2 separate regions of the Mus musculus genome follow, and region 1 is linked to region 2. The links are chromatin contacts, called in public Hi-C maps. All regions are on one chromosome and are shown on one strand. Each heading gives the region's core, a stretch centred on a gene start, on an enhancer-like site or on the middle of the called end of the contact. The rest is flanking DNA. Distances are from core to core; before and after follow the strand shown.

Evidence for each region. A called contact is a pair of places that touch in the nucleus more often than the background predicts.
Region 1: a Hi-C map of embryonic stem cells shows a contact between it and region 2, with 3 times the contacts expected there. The contact joins two enhancer-like sites. A contact is called at or near these places in 1 of 39 promoter capture datasets (the HPC-7 cell line), 1 of 15 datasets of contacts at CTCF or cohesin (the NIH/3T3 cell line), 6 of 484 Hi-C or Micro-C datasets (the C2C12 cell line, conventional dendritic cells, embryonic stem cells and 3 more), 3 of 115 datasets of contacts at active chromatin or transcription factors (the HPC-7 cell line, cardiomyocytes and embryonic stem cells) and 3 of 9 other capture datasets (adipose tissue, embryonic trunk and liver).

The regions. Positions count from the first base shown.
Region 1 is chr6:51,944,542-51,950,491 of GRCm38.p6, forward strand. The region is part of intron 4 of Skap2 (src family associated phosphoprotein 2); the gene reads right to left. Among named protein-coding and RNA genes, the nearest start is that of Skap2, 65 kb to the right of the region's middle. Within about 2 kb of position 3,335, at least 9 of the 459 cell types and tissues checked have an H3K27ac peak or open chromatin away from gene starts, as enhancers often do. A contact at or near this core is called in embryonic stem cells, where this site is marked.
Region 2 is chr6:51,873,048-51,879,475 of GRCm38.p6, forward strand. It overlaps Skap2 (src family associated phosphoprotein 2), which reads right to left. Exons shown (of 13, transcript NM_018773.2): 11 at 1,428-1,540. Among named protein-coding and RNA genes, the nearest start is that of Skap2, 140 kb to the right of the region's middle. Within about 2 kb of position 3,299, at least 61 of the 459 cell types and tissues checked have an H3K27ac peak or open chromatin away from gene starts, as enhancers often do. A contact at or near this core is called in embryonic stem cells, where this site is marked.

The DNA of each region.
Region 1 (5,950 bases), core at 2,085-4,584, 72 kb after region 2:
ACTTTCACATTGGCTACTCTATACTGTTGTAAAAACAAGACTTACACTGAAGAATCTGTTCAAGAACATGGTCAAAATCTAAGTTCTAATGTATATCAAGCAGTAGCTGCATGGGAAATCAAGCAATGAAGGGCTGAATTTATTTAAGGAGGCAGGAGAGCTGCAGGCCTTCTTATGAATGTTGGAAGATAGTAAGCATTTAGAATAAATATTGATGACTTATGAAAGGGGCTAGCCTATAAAAGTAAAGAGTTATGTGAAAGAGAAGTAAAAGATTATGATTAGAAGAGCTTTAAAAACAAGCAGAGGAGCCTGGACTTGATTCAGTGGGCAATCTGCCACTCCTGGAGGATCTGAGGAAGCAAATGATTCTATCAATGTACTATTTCATAAAATCAATCTGGCAGGGTAGAATTAGAAACATAAAAGGAATTTGAGAGGGCTTTTAGTTTAGGAGGCAGCTACAGTATTTCACTGTGATGAGGTCTCATACCAAACAGTAGCACTGAGAGTAGATTGCTTTTATTCATTCATTACACAGAGATTTACTGAGGGCCTGTTACATGGTGGGCACTGTGCCATGCATGAAGATCACAAAAGTAAACAAGTCTCATGGCCCCTTAGTGGTGGAACTTACAATAATATAGTCAGGAAGATAGGCAGAAAAGGTACACAAAACCTCATGAACTTACAAATTGTGGTAAGCGAGTAACAGAAAATAAAAAGGATGCAGAGCCACGAGGGGCAGAAAAGCCATGTGGGGTCTCAACTCAGGAAGGAGGTCTGTGGGGTGACGACAGAAGCTGAAACCAACATAGAAACACAAGGAGTGGTTTTCGGCACAAACAACAATACAGTTAAAAGTGGAGAAATCTTGTTTCACTACAAACCCTAAAACAAGGTGAGTGAGGGCACTGGGTCAGGAGGGAAAGGACACACAACATGGGTCAGACTGTAGGAGGGAAGGACACACAACATGGGTGAGACTGTAGGAGGGAAGGACACACAACATGGGTGAGACTGTAAGAGTGAAGGACACACAGCAAGGGTAAGACTGTAGGAGGGAAGGACACACAGCAAGGGTGAGACTGTAGGAGGGAAGGACACACAGCAAGAGTGAGACTGTAGGAGGGAAAGGACACACAACATGGGTGAGACTGTAGGAGGGAAGGACACACAGCAAGGGTGAGACTAGGAGGGAAGGACACACAGCAAGGGTGAGACTATAGGAGGGAAAGAACACAAAACATGGGTGGGACTGTAGGAGGGAAAGGATACACAGTACAGGTGAGACTGTAGGGGCGAGGGCACTGGGGCAGGAGGGAAGGACACACAGCAAGGGTGAGACTGTAGGGGCGAGGGCACTGCGTCAGGGAGGGACCCAAGCACCACTGGATCAGGTAAGCCTTTCAGTCAGCCTCCTAAGAATTAGGATTTGAAGTTAAGGGTATAAGAAGTTACTTGAGGATATTGACTTACAAGTGGCAAAAGTAGTTGAAAACAACTACAAGGAAAAATTATTGAATAGGTCAGAAGCTAAAAATAAACAACAAAAATCACATTTGAGGTCTGCTTTTACAGTACCAAATACTTGCTGCACTTGGTGATAAACACTGTAATCCAGAATTTAGGAACCAGAAACAAGAGGATTACGTCACTGCCTGTGACTTAAAGGCCAGCCTGGTCTGCACATGGAATGAGCTCCAGGTCCATTAGGGCTACACATAGAGACCCTGTTTCCAAATTTTAAAATAGGAATAAAGAGATGGTCAGTGACTAAGAGCACTGGCTGCTCTTGCAGAGGCTCTGGGTTCAGTTCTTAGCCCCCACACAGCAGCTCACAACTGTCTGTGACTCCAGTTTCAGAACTGATGCCCTCTTCTGACCACCTCAGGCACTGTATGCACATGATGCACATACATACACGCATGCAAATTAAACACTCAAATACAGATTTTAAAATGTTTATAATTTAAAAAAAGAACAAGTAGTTTATGCTTTATAAGTGGAGAACCTGTTTATAATCTCTAATAAACTAAAATAATTCAATTTCAAATTAAGCTCTTTCAAGCACAGTAATATTATACGCTAGAGAAGCAGTGAGGGTTTCCCCCTAAAGAAGAAGACACACTGAGCAGCCTTATCTAAAATGCATAGGAAGGAACAGAATTAATTCAGTTCTGATATGGAAATATCTACATAAACAAGACGAGATTATTTGGGAGACAGAATACAGGTTTAAACATGAAAGTCATTTATGTTTCAAATACATTTGATATATATATTTAAATAGTAATTTTACATAATATTTTAATAATTTTGTGCAAGTTTCATGGTGTGGAATTTTCCATTTGTAGTGGCGTGTCATTTTCAACTTCAGATTTTCAAATTAGGATTTCCTCCTGTATCCTTGACTCTTACTAGAGAATAGAACACGTTCAATGGAAGACATTTACAAAGTATGACTTTTGAGAAAGTCACTGGGCTAAACTGGAAAACCAACTTTTGTTTTCAGTCCTAACTTTAGACAAGTTACTTAACCTCTCTATACTGGTTCCTGTAAAACAGCCTGTCTGAGTCGGTACTAAGAGAATCCTCTGAAGCAAATGTGTGGCTGGAGCAAACACTCAGTGCTCTTACCATGCCAGACATTTATTCTGCTCAACTCAATCCATGCATGTACCACTCCTCTCTTAAAATCCCACCACCCCTCCGCCAGCCAGCTTCTGCATGTATAACGGGTCCCATTCTTGCAGAGGAGCTATCTAGACAGTATGCAGAGTAAACAACCTTGGTTTTCCACCATCCAGACAGACTGTGTCACACTGTTCACTACTACCTTTCACTTGAAAGCAGCATAGACAATACAGAAATGAATGGGCTCAACTATATCCCAATAAGACCTTACTCATGGCCAATGAGACTTCAATGTCAAATTGTGCTCACATGCTGGGAAACATATTCTTTTTTAATCATTTTAAACTGTGGAAACTACCTTTTGCTTACCGGCTAACAAAAACAGGTAGCCAACCAGAGTTTGCAGATCTACACACAAATATGAAGCCTTTCATTAGTAATTTTACCATCAGTAAAATCAAAGTAAATATAACAACTTTCCTAACTTCTGAATGGTCATATGGTTAAAATTTATTTTCACTTGAGAAACAACATGGACTGGGTTTTTCTCCCAGCTTGTCCTAGCCTAACACAATTGCACAAAGTAGCAGCTAAGACATAGCAAAGTCCTGCTCTCTGAGGTTGGAGTACAAGAATGTGCTCACAGAGACCATTATAATGGTAAAAGTTCTATTGCTATGTCAGTTTTATTGCTTATTTTACAAGATAATTAGAGCTACTGCCCATTTGTCTTTAGGACCACAAAAGACAGAAGACCAAGACATAAGCCTGTCCCTCAGCAGGGTACAATCACTAACAAAAGTAATTCTTTCAGGCTATATAAAACAGGGCATATTTAGCCTTTGAACAAAAGCATGGTGCATGTAAAACTCAGTGTTAAAAATAACACATGTGGGGGTTTTCCTTAGTTAAAAAACTTTCTTAAAAAATAAGTATTTATATTTGCTTACTTTGTAAGACTTCCCATTTTATAGCCACCAAACTCTGCCGAAAGGAGATGGCATTGTGGTGCCCTTGTAAAGATATCTGCATATTTAACCACTACTAGAGAGACAATAGACTAACTTGGCAATAAATTTTAGTTCCAAAAGAAGCTGATGGGGAACTCTTAAGAGAAAGACAAGTATTATCCATAGGCTTTGTAAAGCTGGTGTTTATATTTCCTTTAAATATTGAACCTTGGATAACTCCTGAATAAGGCAGGTGAAATGAAGCTGAAAGGTAGAAATCAATTTATGGTCACTTAGTTAACCTCCTTCTAACACATTCTTTTTTTTTTTTTTTAAGTTACATCAGTTTCTTTTTTAACTTAATTTTATTTTTAATTAATTTTTTACACACACTTTCGGTCACTTGATCTTTGACAAAGATGCCAAAAATATACAATGGAAAAAGAAAGCATCTTCAATAAATAGTGCTGGTCTAACTGGCGGTCTGTATGTAGAAGAATGAAAATAGACCCATATTTGTCACTTTGTACAAAGCTCAAGTCCAAGTAGAACAAGGACCTCAATATAAAATCAGATACATTGAATCTAATAGAAGAGAAGTAGGAAAGAGCCTTGAACTCATTTGGCACAGGGTGAAATTTCCTAAACAGAACTCCAATGGCTCATGCTCTAAGATCAACAATTGATAAATGAGCCCTCATGAAACTGGAAAGTTTCTGTAGGGCAAAGGACATAGTTGATAAAGACAAATCAGCAACCTAGAGATTGGGAAAAAATCTTCACTAACCCCACATCCTATAAAAGGCTAACATCCAAAATATATAAAGAACTCAAGAAGTTAATCACCAAAAAAACAAACAACCCAATCAAAAACTGGGGTATATACTAAACCAGGAATTCACAACTGAGGAATCTTGAATGGCTGAGAAGCACCTAAAGAAAAGTTCAAAGTCCTTAGTGATCAGAGAAATGCAAATCAAAATGACCCTGAGATTCCACCAATCATAATGGCTAAAATCAAAACCTCAGGTGACAACACATGTTGGAGAGAATGTGGAGAAAGAGGAGCACTCCTGCTAACACATTCACTAGGTTTTTTTTATTATCTATTTTCTTTATTTACATTTCAAATGCTATCCTGAAAGTTCCCTATACCCTCCCCCCACCCTGCTCCCTTACCCACTCACTCCCACTTCTTGGCCCTGGCGTTCCCCTGTACTGGGGCATATAAAGTTTGCTAGACCAAAGGGCCTCTCTTCCCAATGATGGCCGACTAGGCCATCTTCTGCAGCTAGAGACACGAGCTATGGGGGTACTGATTAGTTCAAATTGTTGTTCCACCTATAGGGTTGCAGACCCCTTCAGCTCCTTGGGTACTTTCTCTAGCTCCTCCATTGGGGGCCCTGTGTTCCATCCTATAGATGACTGTGAGCATCCACTTCTGTATTTGCCAGGCACTGGCATAGCCTCACTGGAGATAGCTATATCAGGGTCCCTTCAGCAAAATCTTGCTGGCGTATGCAATAGTGTCTGCGTTTGGTAGCTGATTATGGGATGGACCCTCAGGTGGGGCAGTCTCCATCCTTTAGATGGTCCATCCTTTAGTCTTAGCTCCAAACTTTGTCTCTGTAACTTCTTCCATGGGCATATACCCAGAAGATGTTCCAACTGGTAATAAGGACACATGCTTCACTATGTTCATAGCAGCCTTATTTATAATAGCCAGAAGCTGGAAAGAACCCAAATGTCCCTCAGCAGAGGAATGGATACAGAAAATGTGGTACATTTACACAATGGAGTACTACTCAGCTATTAAAAACAATGAATTTATGAAATTCTTGGACAAATGGATGTATCTGGAGTGTATCCTTAGTGAGGTAACTCAATCACAAAAGAAGTCACTTGATATGCACTCACTGATAAGTGGATATTAGCCCAGAAACTTAGAATACCCAAAATACAATTTGCAAAACACAAGAAAATCAAGAAGAACAAAGACCAAAGTGTGGATACTTCATTCCTCCTTAGAATAGCTAACACATTCTTAAAGGCCTTCAGTTTAGTTGCTTAAGAACTTGGCTGGGCAGTGGTGGTGCATGCCTTTAATCCCAGCACTTGGGAGGCAGAGGCAGGCAGATTTCTAAGCTCAAGGTTAGACTGGTCTACAGAATTAGTTCCAGGACAACCAGAGCTACACAGAGAAACCCGGTCTCAAAAATAAAATAAAATAAAATAAAATAAAGAAGAAGAAGAAGAACAACAACAACAATAACAACTTTCCCTTGCTCCTTTGCCAGTTCCTCCACCTCTGCTCCAGACCACGCTACTGTCGTCTGGTCCCCAGCTCTGTAAAACAACCTCTC
Region 2 (6,428 bases), core at 2,049-4,548:
GGCCAAACAGTGTTATTTCTGTTAAGTAATTAACTTTAAAAGCTGCTATTTTAACTTGGGACAATTAAATGTTTGATAACAGACTTAGCCAAAAGCTGTCATGTGGATATGACAGTAAGATAACATAGCAACCCATGGATCCCACCATTGGGAGGCTGACTGGAGTTCACAACCAGCCTTGGCTTTGGGCTTCTCAATAAGTCGTAATCTGTATTATTAGTAAATATTCCTTCTCGCACTTCTCCTACTAATCTCCAAGTGCTTATGTATTATTCTTTAGGATTCCTGATGTCTAGAATGTGTCCTGGTATTGTACATGCTTTATATGGGATGGGATGGGATGGGATGGGATGGGATTAAGCAGAAGGGACAGAAATGAACTACTCTAGGAGTCAAGATAATATAGCTAGCTCATGTACTCTATCTGCACCAAGAATAGACAATCTTCATTAAGATGCCCACTCTAAGATTCTGTGACCAGCTGGGTCAAGATTTTCAGTGCCAGCCAACCAACATTAAAATCCAAAATGTGACATTATTTTCAAATTCTCTTTGTATCTAATAACACATATCATCTTTCTGAAATATCCAAAATATTTCTCAGCTCAATAATTTTAGGGTTATAAAGTGTTAGACTTATGACCTATATAACATTTCCCTGCTTATATTTAAGTCATTTTCATTCATGATTTGGTGCTAAGATAAGCTTAAAAACATTTTTAAAAATCCCTATAGTACAGTAGGAAAAACTTCAGAGTGAAAATTAAGAGAGTTCCAACACTGCATCAGAAACTGATGTCTGGAGCAGACAGGTTCTACAGTGCAGTGTCTTAAAAAGCAAAGACACGATTCTCATGTACATAAAGATGAGTTTGTGGCAATATACTTTGGTACTGCAATTACAAATATAGTGTGTTAAACTTTAAAAAATTACCTCAACTTGTCTGAATATAGAGCCTTTAAATTGTTGGAACACCCAATGTGTTTACACAAAGATGAAAACCTTTTTTTATAAACACAATGTTTCTACTGGAGAATGGCAGGCAAACTCAGAATAAGCACACAGAAGAATAAGGAGGAAGAAGCAAGAAAAACATAATTAATAACCTAATACCTTACAATGTTAACTTTCACATAAGTATATTGTTTCTGGATAAGGCAGTAGGTGGATGCCTGCCAAGGGCTAGAGTGACAGGTAAACACACGGCTAAGTTGAATCCTGTTATCTGATTGTGTTTAAATTCTGATTATAGTTCACTTGACAAAATAATTAATTATTGTGAACTTCCAATTGTTAACTAGGACCTAGAAGAATTCCAACTGGCATTTTTCCCTTGTGTTGTAAATTTAAATGCAGGAGAACTGAGCTGTGTATTTCCCGTTGACAGCTGTCATTTGTGGGGTGGGGTGGGGGGTAACTTTCTTACCTTGCTAAGAATGTAAATCACATCACCACGCTTAAAGGACAACTCATCAGACAGAGCTCCAGTGCAGTCCCACAGACCCTGGTAAAAATTAGCGTAATCAGTGCTTTTATCTCCTAGGAAAAAGAGAGAGAGACTTGGGGTTAAGGCTTGAATCAAAAGAAATTAAAGAACCATTTTAGATTGCCAAGAAAGAAGCCCTGGCCTGGATCATGGTACATCTTAGTGAACCTGCAACTACTCCTGAGCATGCTCATGAAGATTGTTTCAGAAGGTTTGGTTTTTCATGGCCCCCTCCACTTCTATCTGTAATCTATAACCTGTAGCAATTACATTCTCAAATAGCAAGGTGCTTCTGCTCATTTTTAATGGAAAGTCCTAAGCTCACTCGCTATGTGTTTAAAGAGCAACTGGTCTTACTGTACCATCAGAATATCTAAGGGACAGATTGGACATATCTGAAGTAACAATTTCATGGAGTTTAGAACACTTGATAAGAGCATAATAATAATAGCATACTTTAATACTCAAATATAAAGCATTTGTATCCAAAGTCTCTCAAAGTTGTCTCTAAAATACTTTTGCAGCTGTGAAATTGCTAATGCAGACTTTTGTTCGTCAGGTCTAGGACATTAGGCTCCCACAGTGGCGTTATCAGTTCATCCTTCTCCTGGCATAAGCACAATGGATGTGAAGTGCTCAAACTGCCATACACACCATTAACTGATTGATTATTTAGTGCTCGTCGCTCCGTAATACCACAGTAACTGGATAATGTATGCTTTGTCACTCACACAATGTGGCTCCTAAAACACAGCACACAGTTAAATACGCTGGATGCTTTTGTTACACAAGAGAACTGTTTCCTGTTTTTAATTTCGTGATAATTGAGTTCTGATGAGTTAAGGAAAAAAGACTGCAAGTTATATCAATAAGACACAAAATGCCCGTGTATTCACTAGCCAGGCGGAACACAGATGTGCTGACAGCTTCCATCGCTGCAATGTCAGCTTTGAATCCACGGGATAACGTGGACATGGATGCTGGATCAGGCTTGTCATCTCACTTTTAAACAAGAGGCGTCTTGGCAACCTCAATACAAACGGCCACATTAGTACAGTCAGCATAGTGTTGATCTCCACAAAGTATTAATTTATTAGGAGATTTAAATTCTCCTTAATGTCTTTAACATTTTTTAAAAAGGAGAATCTGAATAACATGGAATCTAAGTATTTGTGGGATGCACCGTTTCACTTAAATTTGTGAGAAAATAAACAAGGACTAGAAAATACAACCTAACAGAATCCTCTGTTAATTTTTATTTTTTAGGATGGAAAGAGAGGGACAATAGGAGCGGCATGATAGGATTGGGGGAGGGGAGGAGGAGGAGGAAGAAGGAGGGAGGAAGGGAGAGAGGGAGGGGGGAGAGGGAGGGAGGGAGAGGGAGAGAGAGAGAGAGAGAGAGACCGACCCTGTATTGGCCTCTCCACTGTAGTAGCACTTGGGCTCAGAGCACTAAAACCAGCAGGGGCATGTGCAAGCCCCAGAATCCAACCAGGAGCTAATAGTGCTTGTGGCCACCCCTATCACATCCTCCCCCAGCCCCCAGGCATATATTAAATACATTCTGTAAACAGACACTAGAGGGCACTCCAGCTGGCCAGATACCTCCAAGCATTGACCATTTCTTTCTTTCTTTTTTTTTTTTTTTAAAAATCACTTAATAATAAAGTGACTGATTTCCTTTAAAAACCACTTATTTAGACAAATAGAGATTTAGAATTGAAACATTCCTGTCAGATTAAATCAACTGCTAATTGGGTCAAATGTTGCACCCCATGTGGTCTCTCAGTGTCAGCTTGAAAGTCAAGGAGTTAGAGCAGACAGGATGACATCATCTCACACGTGAGGCCTGCCACACAGTTCTAGCCAAGTCAAAGAAGGTCTAAATAGCTAGTTTCCCCAGTAGCCCTTCCCCCACCCCCCAACTTGTTCCCCACGCTGCTCAGGCCTTAGGCTTGGTCCGAAGACGTGGAAGAAACAAACTTTGGCTGAAAAACTGAGGTCAAAGTTTTTGGTGGAGCTGTGGGATCCCAGGTCCCAGCTGTCCGGGCCCTCCTCTGGTTCAGACCTTCTCACAGTACTTTTCAATTAACATGTTTTTTGTTTGTTTTTTGTTTTGTTTTTTGTTTTTTTTTTTTTTAAGTAGGGGGAGGAAAGAAAGGACAAAAAACCCCAAGTATCCAGTGATTTTAAATACACATTCTTACCACTTTGGTTTCTCTTTCCCTGGATACACTTGGAGAGACTCCCATTAACACTAATGGGAGTTACAGGAGCAGCAAGGGGAGAGACCCCCACGGTGTACAAGATGCATCTCTCCCTAGATGTGCATCAGGGGCATTCCATTAAACCTCACTGCTGCAAGGAAGTCAGGGAAGAGCCAGGGATTCAGCAGAGCCGGGGAAAGACACATTTTCAACTGTGCCTCCTGTAATCTTGATGATGATGGAGTCCAAAAAATGACGGACGGTCGGTCCCATGGACAGTGAGCACCGCTGAGGAGCACTCTGTGTGCCATCTGTGCGTCTATGACTGGCGTTCTAAGTGAAGAGCGGGCATCTACAGTGAGGGGAAGGCCAGCAGTGTGTGTGCTAGCTGCCTCCCCGGAAAGCATGCCAGACAAAAAGAATCAGGAGTGATCTTATTTGTGGAAAGCAGGAAGCTCCTATAGCTTATCTCTAAAATGGAGTGGCTCTAAACACACATAGACAAAACTCATGTACAAAAACAGCTTTGAAAGCACAGAAGGCTCACAAACACTAGCAGTCTTTGCCTGTGCTCGGGGAGATAACCCACAGGACATGACTTTGCTTTGCTTTGTGGCACAGGGATAGCAGATGCAGAGCCTCGAGTAGGCTAGTCAGAATGCCTTCCTGCTGAGAACCATCCCTGGCCCCAAGAAAGGCAGGCATTCTGTAGACTATGGAACACTCACAAGCACAGATAATGTGGTTTCGCTGTCTTTACTCGGCATGTTAACACCATTCTATCTATACCACAGTCAATATTTTGAAAATTACACACAAAATGTCACCTTGCTATGTGTGCTGTCCTGAGGGGCATGAATTACTTTTGAAAGAAGGTTTAAAAAGGAAAGTTAGCTAGCCTTTGAAAAATGTACACAATGAGCTTTTAAATTTTTATAAAAATACATATTTGGCAAAGCTAACAGGATTGTTACCAAAGTACAAATTAAGCAAGTAACCGCCAGATAGTCCACAAACACAAGATTATAAAAGGCATGTTGACAATGAATGAAGCATGATGCCGACACCAGAGACCCTTTCCCTAAGTACTGCAAGCCTGAAAAGTGTTTTAGAAAGGACAGCAGATTTTTATATTGTTAAAAACATCAAGCGGGCCCATCTATATACCTATAAATATACATGACCTTTGTAAGATGAGTGAATGTGAAGCGACTTGTAGGAGACAAGATGAACTCAGCTTTACCTTTAGATTTTACATTGCAACACTGAGTCTCTTCCTGCAAAATTAGTCAATGTAAAAAATATACATCAAATTCTTGAGCGAGGTTAGAAGTTCACAAGATGAGATGCTAGGCAGAAAGCAACACTCTTGTCAGCTCAGTGCTCCTAGTGGCAAGCACAGAGTCCCTGACGGCTTGCTTTGCGAAGGCATTGAATGATGGCTTGAAAGAGCTCTGTGGCACAAGAGACAGACATTGCAGTATCTTGTGGCTATGGCATGAAAAGCTCATCAACTTACTGGATTCCTTTGAGAAAAACTCTTTTCCCCCTACCCTCAAAGGCAAACATTTGAGGCATGCTCACTTGTGCCTGTGGAAGGTCTATCTACTATCTGTTTCTACCCTCTCTACCTGCATAGACATTTTACAAAGAAACATGCATGCTCTTGGCAGAAGCATCATGATTCAGAACTTTAAAAACAGATACCTAATTTACTATCAAGCATAGAGTGCCTGGGCTTTGCTTGCTGCCATGTTTTACAACTCTATTTTATAGGGCAAGAGGGCTAACAACTAATGACTTTGTCTTGTTTCCTTTCTGTCAAGGAAAAAAAAAAAAGGCAAACCCAAACCTTCTACAGCAACCTGCTCCTGCCTTCCTGTCCAGGTCTAGAGTCAGGCCCGCTTCCTTCCCATATGTCACAGTAGGAAGGCCCCAGGAAAGCTACTTCCTGAACACGCACTGCTTGTCCACCCTGCTTCTGACAACTCAAAAGAGTGATGTATGGACATATCAGAGAGAGGAAGGTGACCCTAGCTCCAGCTCTTTACAGGACCTGGGGGTGACAGGGCAGACCTCACCCCAGCTGACATATGGCTGTGAAGAGGTGTAAAGTTCTGATAAGAAGGCTGCCCATCTCTTCTTTCCCTGTAAAATAAATGCTGGTTTATCAAAGTTAACTTCATGTTTGTGCTACAGATAGTTTATCTTGTGCTACTTGGAAATAGCAACAAGCAAGAAGAGTTGTCCGTATTGTGTGTGTGTACATGGTGTGCACATAATTAGTACTTGGGGCCCAGTGCCAGGTGGAAATGGATAGTGCAGAATATCTTCCCCAGTCTGCTAGGCAACCAGTGTCCTTTCCTCATTTTTAAGCTGCTGTCACTGGACTCTGGCATTTCTTACCCAATTCATTTGCTTTCTGTGTTAATCATATGCAATGAAGATATGCATGGCCAACATTTAAACAGGCTGCAGATCAATTAGCGGTCTTAAGTTTATCTGATTTTTATCAAAGAAGACAGAGCTGTGGGTCGATTGTCAGAGCCTGTGTCAAGTTGACCTTTTCAGAGATGTCTACATTGCCAGTCCCTTGGGCAACTTGTTGTCCCCTGTTAGTCTCTGAATGGCAGAAGTCTGTTCTGCTCAAGCACAAAGTATACACAGATGTCTATATTACATTCTTATAGGTTTGACAGCAACTGCATGTTGTATCTATAAACTGTCCTTTAGC